3 separate regions of the Mus musculus genome follow, and all the other regions are linked to region 3. The links are chromatin contacts, called in public Hi-C maps. All regions are on one chromosome and are shown on one strand. Each heading gives the region's core, a stretch centred on a gene start, on an enhancer-like site or on the middle of the called end of the contact. The rest is flanking DNA. Distances are from core to core; before and after follow the strand shown.

What was found. A called contact is a pair of places that touch in the nucleus more often than the background predicts.
Region 1: a Hi-C map of cortical neurons shows a contact between it and region 3, with 8 times the contacts expected there. The contact joins the promoter of 1700017L05Rik here to the promoter of Adgrl3 in region 3. A contact is called at or near these places in 4 of 39 promoter capture datasets (cranial neural crest, hippocampal neurons, maxillary cranial neural crest and 1 more), 9 of 484 Hi-C or Micro-C datasets (cerebellum, cerebral cortex, cortical neurons and 4 more) and 2 of 115 datasets of contacts at active chromatin or transcription factors (embryonic forebrain and forebrain).
Region 2: a contact with region 3 is called in a Hi-C map of cortical neurons, with 6 times the contacts expected there. The contact joins the enhancer-like site here to the promoter of Adgrl3 in region 3. A contact is called at or near these places in 3 of 39 promoter capture datasets (cranial neural crest, frontonasal cranial neural crest and maxillary cranial neural crest), 6 of 484 Hi-C or Micro-C datasets (cerebellum, cerebral cortex, cortical neurons and 2 more) and 1 of 115 datasets of contacts at active chromatin or transcription factors (embryonic forebrain).

What each region holds. Positions count from the first base shown.
Region 1 is chr5:77,463,652-77,468,171 of GRCm38.p6, forward strand. It overlaps 1700017L05Rik (RIKEN cDNA 1700017L05 gene), which reads left to right and starts at 1,837. Exons shown (of 2, transcript NR_131050.1): 1 at 1,837-2,166.
Region 2 is chr5:77,804,401-77,808,972 of GRCm38.p6, forward strand. No RefSeq gene overlaps it. Among named protein-coding and RNA genes, the nearest start is that of Gm34912, 130 kb to the right of the region's middle. Within about 2 kb of position 2,226, at least 17 of the 459 cell types and tissues checked have an H3K27ac peak or open chromatin away from gene starts, as enhancers often do. A contact at or near this core is called in cortical neurons, where this site is marked.
Region 3 is chr5:81,018,427-81,023,246 of GRCm38.p6, forward strand. It overlaps Adgrl3 (adhesion G protein-coupled receptor L3), which reads left to right and starts at 2,326. Exons shown (of 27, transcript NM_001359828.1): 1 at 2,326-2,919.

The DNA of each region.
Region 1 (4,520 bases), core at 587-3,086, 3.6 Mb before region 3:
GCCCATCACCCTCTTCCATCCCTTCCTCTTCCTCTGACCTCCACCCTCCTCGTATTTCCCTTATGTGCACGTGTGTACATCCAGATATATTTCTACTTGCATCCAGAGTCTGCCTTTTCTAAATTTAGTGTGTGCGTGCACATGTGTGCTACATGCATGTGGTGGAGGTCAGAGAGGAAGTTTAGGAAATGGGTTCTTTGCCTTCCACTTTGTTGAGGGGAGAGTTTGTCTTGTTTCTGCCACAGCCCTGTGTAGTCCAGGCTGCCTGGTCTGTGAACTTCCGGGTCTGGCTGATTCTCTCATCTCTGCCTGGCATCTTGTGGTGAGAGTGCTGGGATTACAGATGTGTGCCACTGCATCCAGCTGTGTCTCTGTGTGTGGTCTGGCCACTGGGCTCAGGTCAGTAGGCTGGGAGTGACCTATTGCTTTGGTTGTTTTAAACTAATTTTGTTTACTGGGCTTAAAAGGTAGCTCAGAGGTTAAGAGTTGTTTAGAATTTGATTTCCAGCACCAAGACCAGAAGGCTCACAACTACCCGCAATTCCACACTCAGGGCACACAACACCTTCATCTGATCTCTACAGGCACCTGCACTGAGGGGTGCATACCTCTCCCACATATACTCATAATTAAAATAATGAGTCTTAAGAATCGTTCGTATTTATTTTTGACAGTTTCCTCAATGTCTATCATAAATTTTAGTCCTTTTTACACTCTTCCCTGTCTCATCCCCTTCCTTTTCCTGTTGAACCCCCCCCCCCACTTTCCAACAAGCCCCCATCCTACTTTGATGCCCCCCCCCCCCCGTGTGTGTGTGTGTTTGACTTACTGAATCCAATTAAGATTCCTTGTATGGGTGAGAGGTTATTTGGAGCATGTGTGGTTTATCAATGGCTTCTCCACTGAAGAAACCACCCCCACCCCCCACCCCTGTCATGGACTGCGGATATGCTCTGTGGAGAGCCGAAGATACAAGGAGCTCCTCTCTAATCCATGATAAAACGCTGGCAGGCTGAACCTTGTACAGTCCTTGTGGCTCTCGGAGTTTCCTGTCAAGACTATTGGTGACTTTTCGAGCCTATCGTGAAGGAACTTCCCGTCCAGTTCTATCTCCCCATTTACATTGCTCTGGGTCCCGATGTAGCTGATATTTAAATCAGGCCCACGATGCTGTGATGGTATACCGTACAAGGCTCCAGTCTCAGCACAGGGCTGAGCCCTGAACACCTTCAAACATCAACAGTTAGTGACCGAGGCACCCGCCTTAGACCAGCTGAACCTATTATTAGTGAATGGAAGAAGACACAGCCAGCGGACCTTGTATGCTATCCCGAGGGCCTGTCAAGGCCTCTTTCACACTGTCTCCACCAGTCCCAGGCACGGTGGCTTCAGTTTGGAGGGAGCGGTGGAGAGCAGTGTATGTCGAGAGAAACACTGCCCCCTGGCTGCCATCCTGGTCTCTGGACGCTGGGTACTTTCATCTGAAAACCTCAAGCCAAAAGAAACTCAGGTTGATTGTTTCCAGGAGGCAAAAAAAGTGTCCCAAGATGGCTTGTTAGACATGAAAGTGGCCGGCGACTTCTAACTTGCAGATTTTCTTGCTAACAAAATATGATAAAGTTATGTCTCACTGGGGACACAGCTACATATTCATGAAAAAGAAACGGACTGGCAAAAATCCTCTAGCACAGTCTTAGTCATGCTTTCCGTGGGTGGTGGGGTCCTGACGAACTGGTTCTTACACACCCCGTTCTGCTGTCCAGATTTCTGACAATTGAGTATGTATTACGTCACAATGAGAACCCTGAATCCCGCCAACACATTTGCTTACCGAGCGGCAGACGCTGGAATGAACACCAGATGGGGAGGTCTGTGTGAATTTTTGCCACTGTCTCCTTCCCATCCTAGTTGTCCCAAATGAGAGGCCCGTGGGTCTGCCAGAGGAGAGTTCTGTATGGTACAAAGGCTTGGGGGGAATCTGTTCCCTGTCTTTCTACAAAGATGCTCGTCACAGCCCATCCCTGCCAAAGGCTGTCCCTGGGACACATATGATGGTTTCCAGTACTACCCTCGGGTTTGATGATTCCCTAGAGGGACTCTCAGGATCTAGCAAGGCTGTTGTCTTCACAGATATGGTTTGTACAGCGAAAGGATACAGATTAATAGGCATGTATCAATAACTACTATACGGGGTCACTCGTGTGTGTGTGTGTGTGTGTGTGTGTGTGTGTGTGTGTGCATAAGTGATTGATGCTTAGAGTCTTTTGAGGGAAGATGGATGGCCAGGAAGGCAAAGCGTCTAGAAATCATGTCATATGAAGGATATGACAGTATTTAATATGGAAGCAAGAAGGCCCACCTTACACTGCCTGTGTTTGATGGGTTGCCATGGAGAAGCAGAAGCAGACACATGAGGTCTAGTTCTAGAGGAGATGAGGAGATCCAATAAGGAAGGAGCAGGAGGCTGGAGCCTGCAGAGGTGACAGGAGCTCTCTAAGAATTACAAGTGCCCAATGGCAGATCCAGACTTCTAGACTGTTCAGTCCTTGACACTATGAGTGAGAAGATATGGCCCTTTGCAGGTTCACTGGGATGATCTCAGAGGTGCGTGGGAGCTTGGCTGACAGTGGCTCTACAGCTCTCTCTTCTAGTGTGTGCCTTGCTCATTTCTCTTGCTAGCATCCGGTAGGATGCACCATTCACAGCAGGCCTTGGGAGTACTTGGTAGTATTGCACCTTTGAAGGGGTTGCTAATCCCGTGGAATGTAGGAAGCAAAGGCCTCTTAGCCTCTACCTTGTTATCTCCCTAGATTGAAACCTCAGCTTGCCCTAGCCAGTGTTTCTTTTTAGGATGATTAAAGTCTTTGGCTCCGTCTGAACCCATTCATTTTAACTATTCCATTTCCCAAGAATATCATCTCATTACTTTTTCAATGACTCAATATTTTCAGCACAAGTGAACGAGTCCAGAAAGTCATTTCAGCCATTGATTATTTTTGGTAACCTTCTGATCTATTCTGAATCTCTCTTCTTTTAATTCTCATTTATGCCCTCCTGTCTCGTCATCTGTTCAGAGCTGAAAATAGTAACTTGGCTTGACCTTATTATCTACCGTTTAAGATTTTATGGTCTTTGGTTAAATCTCATCTTAATAAGTGTTCCTAGGCTGTAGATTATAGTTTTTCCATTCCTTCCTTAAAGGCTGCCCTTTGCAGCTCAAGTCTGTTATCACAGCACCAACTTCTCTGCCCTTCCCCAAATATGCCAACGTCTCACTTCATCTTTGTCATAAGCACTGACCTCAGAGCCAGCTTAGAAGGATATACCCGTGCTCCTAATGACCACGCCTCCTGCAGCTTTGAACCGTCTCCCAGTTCTGTTTGTGAATATATCGCAAATCCTGCTTGTGCAGGATCTGAAGTGTCACTGGGTGGGAAGGGAAACAAATGAAGTGGTAGCAGCCAAGCCTGCATTTAGCAATTTAGGAGTCAATATTTATGTGGGAGAAGAAACAGGACAACAGGAGAACGCTGGATATCTTTTCGGTCCATAGATATTAAAAACATACTTATTTTATGTTTAAATTTTGATAGAGGTACATATTGTATGTTGAACATATTCACCTTCCTCCAAGAATTCTTCCAGTGAGCCTTGACTGGCTGTCTAAGTGCACTGACTCTGGGTGATTTGAGATTTCTCTGTTTCAAGCTAGGTGCTGCCATTGCTTTCATGTGGCAGGATTTCCAGCCCCTCACCTTTCTGGGCATCTCCCTTCAAAGGTCTCTGAATGTCAATCATGTTCACAAAGCCCTTAGTGGAATGCTCTAGGCTGAACCTGTTTCTTCAAATGGAGCTGAGGAGGGTCAGCTGCTGGGACTTAAGACTTAAGAACACACAGGAAGGAAGTCACAGAACCTGAGGCAATCTGCAGCCTTTGAGAAGCCAGGATCTGGGGGGAATGAAGTCGTTTTGCTTCTTGGAGGTGGGGAGGACACAAAAGAGATACAAAGTTATTTTCATCCACCTTCTTGGGATGCCTCTGTCCCTGAGGAATCTGGGTGCCTTTAGTTCTTCTGCAGTCTGTCACTGAGTCCTGCCTGGGCACAGGTGCTCAAATCCATCGTCTTCAAAGCCCTCAGAGCTTGACTTGTTAGTAGATTTAATCCGAGAAGCAGCTTTGGCTCTATAGATAGCACTTCCATCATGGCGGAAGCCCTCTTCTGTGACCTTCAAGTCCTTTTCAGCCGTAGGACCCAGTTCACCTCCTGGGCAGAGCCATCTCTGATCAGCCTGTTGGACTCTAGCTCGGTTTAAACTACAGGGGGTTGACCTGAAGTGCCTTGGGCATTAGAAAGTTGAAAACTGTGACCCTTCAATACAGATCCTCATGTTGTGGTGACTCCCCCCAAACCATAATATTACTTTTGTTTCTACTTCCTAACTGTAATTTGCTACTGTTTGGACTCATAATGTAAATATCTGATACATAGGATATCTGATATGTGACCCCTCTGAAAGGG
Region 2 (4,572 bases), core at 976-3,475, 3.2 Mb before region 3:
ATGTGACAGCTTAGGGAAGGAAGGTTAGAACAATTTTATGGCCTATTACAGCACCGCTTTCTCACAAGACTGAAATTCTGACGAGTGGCTCTGTCCTACCTGCTTCGCAGAGACACTGAAACTTGGTTTTAATTACGGTAATTACCACTCCCCGCCAGGCCTTGCCTGAGGTGGCCGGAGCTAGGGAACATTCTTCATGAGCTGATTTTTTTTCTTCTTGGCATTTTTTCACCTCTTTTTATCATACGGGACTTTTAGCCATCCTGATGCTGGGATAACGCTGGTACTAAACGCAGGTGAAGTGTAGATGCACATAGTTCCTTCTTTGCATCCCATCTCTCAAAGAGGCGTTGGGGAAGGCCGTAGGATATGCCTCCCTTTTCTTGTCCTGAGACATGAGCTCAATCATTGTGCTCAGTGCCATATCCTGTGAGTGGCTGAGCTAAGCTGGATGGGGAACCCAGACAGTTGCCTCTCAGCAGTCTGGCCCATTTTTTCCAGAGCTCAAGGCTAACTCTGAGCAGAGGCAATGTATATTGGTAAGAAATCATGAGAGGGACTTGGGTACGGGCAGCTCATGCTTGTAATCACAGTGCTCGGGAGGCCGAGGCAGGGGGATTGCCAAGTGTTTGTAGTCACATGGGCTATATACAGTTCTGGACTACCCTGGATTATAGAGTGAGACCCTGACTCCCAAAACCAAAACAAACACACAGAAAAAAAAAGGCATGAGATTGTGGTATTGCCTCAGTTTCTCCATGATGGTCCAGTCTCTCCTGGGAGTAAAAATGGATTGAATATTACAGATAGCAGGGAGCAGCAGAGTTACTGGCATCTCTTCCAGCAGGGCCAACCCTGTCTAGCCAGTTTTATTTTGCTACCGTGTTATGATGTCACCGAGTCATAATTTATTGTCATACTCATTTGTACCCAAGGACTGTTAAAACAATGGCCCCACTTCTAAATTGAATCCTTTTTTTTTTTTTAAACAAATGCTGGGGCTATGTCTACTACAAGCCAGAGCTAGGCTCCAAGCTGGGATAAGGTAACTTTTAAGGCAATGTGTTGCCATCTGGTACGAGATTGTCTGAGGGAGCAACAGAGAAGCAAGTGGTGCCTTAAGTCTGTCTCTTGCCTGTCAACTTAAAATACTCAAGTGAAGCTTTGGTTAGACATTTGGTGTGTGTGTGTGTGTGTGTGTGTGTGTGTGTGTGTGTGTGTGTGTGTGTGTATGTACCCATGTGTTTTCTCTCTCTCTCTCTCTCTCTCTCTGTAACACACACACACACACACACACACACACACACACACACCCTATATGTAGCTTGCTCCTCTCTATCTCTCTTGTCCCTAAGAGCCCAAGAAATAATGTTTACTGAAAGAATCCACAATAAGATTTACTTTATATATTAGAGGAGTCCCCATTAGAAGATTGCACCCTTCATTGTCTGCCCACATCATGGATTCTCGAATCCCACCTGGTACACAGACCCCATCCCGAGCTCCAGTTATGAGGGTGCCCTGCTCATTCCCATGCCATTGCGGCATCTGGCAGGGAAGATGGCAGCAAGAGAATGTCGCATCAGGTGACTGTGCTTTTGAGCGTTCTCTAGCTCCAGAAGCCTGCCATGCTTACAAACAGTTTGCATAATACCTTGTTCATTAAGACCCATAAATTAGCGCTGTTTTAATTGATTTCCTAGAGGCAGTAAATAAAATGACACAGAATGACATCAGACATGGAAAATGACACAGGGTAGGGTTTTTTCCTTCCTTTAGTGCCTGCTTTCTCTCTCTCTCTCTCTCTCTCTCCCTCTCCCTCTCCCTCTCCCTCTCTCTCTCTCTCTCTCTCTCTCTCTCTCTCTCTCTCTCTCTCTCTCTCTCCAACTCTCCAGAGTCTGACAACTCCTTAGCCAAGCCTTTGTTCAAGCCCATGTGTGAAAACCCAATGCCCCTAGCAGCTTCCAGAGCCCTGGGAGAAGTGAGCTGCTGTGTTTGGCACCCTGAGCAGCCAAACCAGGCTGTGCTCACTAGTGGAGTAGGTATGATCAGGCCACAAATGAGGTCTGGCAATTTTGCTCATCGTGGAAACAACTCTAATTGTGAAATCAAAAATCTCCATCCCTCATTACTGCAACTCCTGCCATTCGGTGCCCGGGTTATTAGCATCACTCTGGCTCCCGGGTCGGTCTCTGGCCACAAACCTGGCTGCTCTGGGAATTACAAGGAGGCTAACATTTGCAGAGACTCTTTCTGTGCCAGATTCTGCACAGGGGCTGCACATGTGATCTCTCTACAATCCAGATAAATTGATATCGATTTCTCTGTTTCTGCAGATGAAAGCAGAGAAATTCAGAGAGGTTAATGATCTGGCTCAAGGTCACAGAGCTTGTGAATAACAGAGCCAACGTTTAAACCCGTGTCTGTGTGGCTTCAAAGTAGGTACATTCTCTATCAAATTATGCTACTATGAGAGCTTTTATGTTTTGATCATAGGAGAGCCAGAAAGGGGCTAGCCCTGTTTCTTAAACAGCTCCTCCTCTATGCCTACCAAAGTGAGACCGACACAGAGAAATCTGAAAGCATACATGAATAATTCAGTGTTTATGTAAATCTACACACATTTGCATGTAAAGGAAGCCTTAATTGTGGAATAAAAGTATTGGCCCTGCATTTTGTTCACTGAAGCATCTTGGTGCCTGGCAATGTGCTTGTTACACTAAACAGGCTCAGTATATCTTTATTTAATAAACTAAGAACTGTCAATAGCCATGGAAGAGAGTTTACGAGACAGGAAGATAGAATTCGGGTGTCATTTCCTGAGTCCCATAAAATCACAGGCTTCAGGCAGTGCCTCGGCCGGTTTATCAACAAGACTAAACTGATAACTTTGAGTAGTGAGGATAGAAACTTCAGTGTGTGTGTGTGTGTGTGTGTGTGTGTGTGTGTGTGTGTGCCCAAAGCATTGACAAGGGAATGGGAAAGCTGAAGAAATGAAAGATAGAAGAAGAAAGAAGGAACAGGATTATATGAGAAAGGCTACAGAGAGGTCTGTCTGGCTTGTCTCCACTTTGTTTGTTTGTTTGTTTATTATTAGATCTTTTCTTTATTTACATTTCAAATGTTATCCCCTTTCCTCATTTCCCCTCCAAAAAACAAAACAAAACAAAACAAAACAAAACAAAACAAAACAACAACAACAACACCCTATCCCACCTTCCCTTCCCTTGCTCAGTAACCCACCCACTCCTGATTCACTGTCCTGGCATTCCCCTACACTGGGGCATCGAGCCTTCACAGGACCAAGGGCCTCTCCTCTCGTTGATGTCCCACAAGGCCATCCTCTGCTATATATGCGGCTGGAGCTTTGAGTCCCTCTTTGGTTGTTGGTTTAGTCCCTGGGAGCTCAAGGGGGTACTGGTTGGTTCATATTGTTGTTCCACTTCAAAATGGTGATCCTTCAGCTTTGATTTGGAAAACGACAGGGCTTAAGAGTTAGAAGGATTCAGACAGATGCTGGCTATGACCACCAGGGGGCAGAAGAGGTCCAGCTTCACAAGGTCTTTTGTGACTAGTTTAGGGGACAACCATTCCAAAGACAGGGTGATGAGCAAGGAGATCAGTGGGAACAGGGCATCCTGATTTTTGGAAGGAAATAAGGTTAGGTGAGAGGATTTTCAGCCAAACGCTGTAGTTTTAAGAAATCAAAGTGAATGGGGCAAGGGAATGGGGGATGGGACCAAGGGAGAAGGACAATCAGGTAAAACGAAGTGTTGGCAAGCGAAGGAAACCCTTTACTTGTGTACTAGTTACAAACAAGAAATGAGGACGGCAAAGAAAAAAGTGAGTTACGGAAGAAACAACAACGACAACAACAACAACAACAACAGCAACAAATTATTTTTTATCATGTTATAGATTCTTTATTAGCCTGTCCCAGGAAGGAACCTAGTTTATTGGCTGTCCAGTGTAGAGTGGTCAGCTCTGAAAGCACATAGCCATAAACACACAAACAAAAAAATGACTCAACAGGTTCTATCTATATATTCATGTGTGGACACACATACCTATATATGTGTGTATGTAATAGCAATAATCAAAGAGAAAGAGGGTGTCGACTTGAGAAAGGGAGTATGGGGTGTGTTGGAAGAAGGTGTTGGAGGGGCTGGAGGGAAGAAAAGAGGGGGTGATGCAACTCTCTTTCAATTAAAGATGAATTTTCAAAAAGAGAAAAGGCAAAAAGTAGTTAATGAGACTACAGAATTCCTCAGATGAATTCATATTTATTCTTAGGAAATTGTTTACAACATGTTATGAACCAAAGAGTCCATGATTTAAACACACACACACACACACAGAGAGAGAGAGGGAGAGAGAGAGAGAGAGAGAGGGAGAGAGAGAGAGAGAGACAGAGAGAGAGAGAGAGAGAGAGAGAGAGATCAAGGAGGCTGGGAAGAGGACAGATAGGCATCTCATTATCTACATGCAGTAGACTGAGCTCTGTGAGGGGACACTTGCTCAGGGCCATGCTCCAACCTGACGGGGCTGCAGGACTGGAGTTCAGCACGATTT
Region 3 (4,820 bases), core at 1,076-3,575:
TAATGGCTATGGTGTGTGTAGCATATACCATATGTTACAAAGGCTTTTTCTCACCTTGGGATAGCTAAGAAAGGGGTTCTTTAGAAAATCTGGTGGGGGGGGAGGGTAGGGGGGACTTTTGGGATAGCATTGGAAATGTAATTGAGGAAAATACGTAATAAAAAAATAAAAAGAAAAAAAAGAAAATCTGGCATGTGAGTTGAGCTTTGAAGAATGAAAGAAATTCATTCTTGTGTCAGGGATGATCAGATAATTACGATGATGGTTAGCTTTACAGATCTGCTGGGGTTGTAGTTTCCAACTTGCAAATTCCCACAGGCCAGGAGATCATTATGACACTATACTGCCTCACTATACAGCCTCATTCAACTTGGGAGACCTGAATAGGAATGTGATGTACCTGTTGGTTTCATACAATAAATCCTAGTCACTAGACTATGCTTATATAGAAACTACATCCACAGTCCTTGAAGCGATAAAATGTTATAGGAGAGAAGCGGGGGGGGGGAGGGGGGGAGGAAGGAAGGAAGAAAGAAAGACATTTTTTAACAATTTCATTTACAAAAGCATCCCAAAGAGGTACAATTAGTTGATGAAGGTCACGTGGGCAAACTTTATCACAGCAGAAGGCATGGAGATAGAACCAAGACAGTTTTCTATATCCTTCATGGTAATTTTTATTGTAGTGAAATCAAAATCATTGAGTCTCTAGGTCCTATCTTTTCGTAGAAAGGTGTGCTTTCAATTTTGCAATGAACTTGTACATTGAGGTAAGTTTCAAGAAACATAAAATGGACTCAAAGCAGGCAATGCTTTAGAAGTCAGCACCCGCATAAAGAACACGTGGAGTAATCTGCACCTGAAAAAAAAAAAAAAGACACTGGCAGAACTCCCAGCCTGGTACCTCATTCACCTAGAGCAGAAGAGTGGGGGAGGAGGAGAACGGGAGGGAGGAAGGGAGAGTGAAGAGATTGAGTGGAGAGAGGGGGGGGGGCTAGAGATGAGTGGAAATGGAGAGCAGAGAAGAGAGAGAGAGAGAGAGAGAGAGAGAGAGAGAGAGAGAGAGAGAGAGAGAGAGAGAGAGAGAGAGAGATGCTCCTATCCAGGAGAGAGATACCCTTTGTCTGACAAACCCTGCAAGGGAAGCCTCCCTTAGCCGCCCCACGGTTCCCACCTCCAAGATTCTGCGGAGCGGCTAGGTGGAGCCCGCGCCCGCGGAGCCCTCGCGGACTCCAGATCCGGGTTTTGCCGGCCGCCCCTTTCCCGGCCTTGGAGCCCCCCTCCCTGGTCCTGGGAGCTCTCTCGCCCCGTCACCCCGCCAGAGGCTCACTCGGGCCTCGGCTGCGTTGGCCGCTGCGCTCACGCTGCCTGTCTGCGGGCGCGACCGCCCCCTCCGCCCGCTCGGCCCGCAGCGCTCGCTCCAGTTCCCAGGAGCGGGGATGCAGATGGCACGGCCGGGCCAGGAGGGCGACGCCGCCACCGCTGCCGCCGCCGCCGCTGCTGGCATCTCGCGGACTGCGCGCTGCCTCCGCTCCCGCAGCTGCTACTGCTGCTGCTGCCGCCGCCACCGCCTGTGACTCGCCCCCCCCCCTCCCCTTTCTTTCTTCTCGCTCTCTCTTTTATTTATTTATTTATTTCGTTGGCCTCAGTCTTCTCCCTCCGGGTGTGCGCGCGCGGGCTGCACGGTGTGCTGGGGCAGGAGCTCGCCCCTGTGTGTGCGCGCGAGGGGAAGAGCGTGTGCGTGTCTGGAGGGCGCCCCGAGCCTCAGTGGCTCCGGTGGGGAGTCCAGAAGAGAAAAAAATAAAATTAAATAAAATTAAAAAAAAAAAAAAAAGAGGACCGAAGCCGGCGGCCGAGGAGGAGGTTGGCGGTGACGGCATCGGCTCAGACCCCGGGCCGGGCGATGAAGCTCCCGCATGCCCGAAGCTACCCGGCCTGGCCGGCGAGCTGATAGGCGACCACCGGAGCTCGGGGCTCGCCCCCCGCGGCAGGCACGCAACCCTCGGCGACCCGGCGCCCGCTCTGCCCGCGCGTCCACGCCGTGCACCCGGCAAGGAGTTTGCGCGGCTCGCGCCTGGGCTCTCGGAGCGGGTTGCGGGCGGCAGAGCGGACCCTCTGCTGCCGGAGCACCTCGGGGGCAGCAGGAGGAGGACGGCGAGGAGGACTGGGCGGAGAAGCCACTACTGGTCCTCGCCGCTGCCCCTACCTATCCCCTCCCTCTCGCTCGGAGGCGGAAAGGGGAGGACGAGGAAGAAGAAGAAAAAGAAAGAGAAGGGGGGTGGGGTGGGAGAACTGGATATAAAGATCGGCTGCGGGGGGGGGGATGGTGGAAGATTTTTGGTCTCCTCAGCAGCTGCTTTTCTTGCGGCGGCGGCGGCGGCGGCGGCTGCAGGAGGAGGGAAAGCAGCTCTGGTTATGACTGCCGCATGTTAATAGCTCCCGCTTGGGTCCACCGGCTGCAGCGAGAGACACAGCCTGACTCCGAAGTTGTGCAACTGTGCCCTGAGAGAGACATTTGAACCCTCCTTCTCTTTGCTCCGCTTTTGCCCCCCTGGGGCGTGTGAAGCGAGGAAACGTAAAGGAAGACTAGCATTGGCTTTCCCGGCTTCCCCTTTCTCCATGGCTGTGTAGAAGAAGAAAGGAAAAGAGACACTTTTTGTTGTTTCTTTGACTGGGGTCTCCACCCTCCTGTCGTCTCTGCGGTTTGATCAGTCGTTGCTTGGTGTGACTGGGGTGTCTACAGTGGGACAGGTCCATCTTTTTTCTGTTTTCTTTTTCTTTCTTCTTCTTTTTTTATTTCTTCTTTTTTTGTGTGTGTGTGTGCCCCGGGGCTCAATGGATGGATTGTGGAAAACTGCACCGGGTTGCAGGTTGTTGAGCAACTGATGGGACCATCTCAGGGACCGGCGGTTACGAAAGGTAATTTATTCTTTGCACTCTTCATAATTGTGGTCGCCCTGGTCGGGCGCAGGCGGCGGCATCCGATGGGCTGGCAACCGAGGGGGTGCGGGGTTCACGTACACTCACCCTTCCACTCACACATTCGCCTTCGCACACTCGCCCTCATGCGCACACTCATCTGATCGTGATGCGGGGCGGGAAGGGAGCCTCCTGGCTGGTGGGCGCTGGGGTTTGGCATGGGTTCGAGGTTTTATCAGCTACTGGGCGATTAGGTGCCAGAGGGAGATATAGAGGAGAAGAGAACCAGCGCACTGTCAGTCGCACACGCCGGGTGACAAGAACGAATCCCACCCCGCGCATTTTCCCTGCCCTGTCACCCCAATGCCGTCCTTTAGTAGGGGCAGAAAGCAGCCAAGGGGGCGCCTTTTCTCCGCTAGTCTGGAGCAACACTGGACGTGGGAACGGGTTGGAGGACGAACAGGGACCGGGTGAGGAGCGCAGTTCGGGGTGATGGCGAATGTGTGGTGGTGAGCCTGGTTGATCCTCCCTAGACGCCTGCCTTGGAACATCCAAGGTGGCTGAGATTGCCCAGGTCGCGCCCCTGAGAAGTGGAATCGGGTTGCCTCCAAAAATCTCTCTTGAGTATCTTCCAGCCGGGCAGTTTGATTTCGACCTGAGTGCCTAGGCTTTGTTGAGCGATTTAGCTAGAGAAAGCTGGTCAGTTTCGTGAGTGTCACGGGGTTGAGCTGTGCCAGGAGTGAGCACCCAGTGTGGAGAGGATGTTCAATGGGTCGGGCGTCCGCGGCGCCGGGGTGCGGTGGGCAGAGCAGTGGTGGCCCTGGTGGCGGGTTACAGGTAGGCGAGCTTGCACCTGGGTGCTTCTCTTGGGAGATGGGCAGTCTCTGGGCTCAAGTGGAGCGCGAGGACCAGCACTGGACAGCCTCTGGTTCTAGCCCAGAGGAGGCTGCTGGGCATGCGGGATATCCAGCAATGCAGCCCACTGTTTGGAAGGGTAGTTGACCAGTGGTCGGCGTGCGTGGTATCTGTGTGTCTAGGATCCTGTGCGCTTAGGGTGGCGGGCAGACCTGTGCAGGGATAGGAGAGCTGAAGCTACTTAGGTCAAGCTTGTTCATAGAAATCGCTTGGGATCTGCTTAGCTGGAAAAGCTGGTTTGAGAAGGCCCAGAGGGCCCCCGGTGGGGTTGCGAGGAAGCCTGGCGGCAGGTTCCCTCTCCCCTAGAGATGCGTGCAATGTTTGGAGTTGCTGGTGCAGCGCTCCACCGTATCCCAGATTGGCCTTGATTAGACCTGCTAGAGCAGTCGCCTCTCGCAGATTTGCGGTAATCAAGTATAGCCCCCACAGAATCCTTGGTCTCCGGAATGATCTGGCCACATTCCTCGCCCGAACAGAAACGTGTGTTGCTTTTATCGATAGCCAGTGAGAGAGCAGTTGGGAGAACCGGAGGCTTGGGAGCCACCTCCCGAGTGTCTCCTCCCTGAGGCTCCCATGGCCCCAGACTGCAGTAGTTAGAGAACATTGTAAACAACAGTGTAAGCATCTTTGCCACTGTCTCCCTCAGAGCCGAACCTGCTGGTGGCTGTTGTGCTTACTTTCCTGGGTGGCTTACTCATTAGGAAGTGTAAGGCTGCTTGCACCTCTGATTTTACATCCTTGCAGCCAGCTGCCGGGGAAATGAGGAGACACATAGATTCTGGCAGGAAGGGAAAAAATGCCTTCTGTGTTTTGCTCCGAAGTAAATAGGAGGTCTGCTAATTTTAGAGTCATATGGTCTGTCTTCGCTAGTTAGAGAATGGTGTCGTAGAATCTGCAAGGAACCACTATAGTAATTTTTTTTTTTTTGCTTTTGCATTTGGACAGTCAGCTGCATTTGTCTATGAGATAACAGAGGTCAGGCAGCT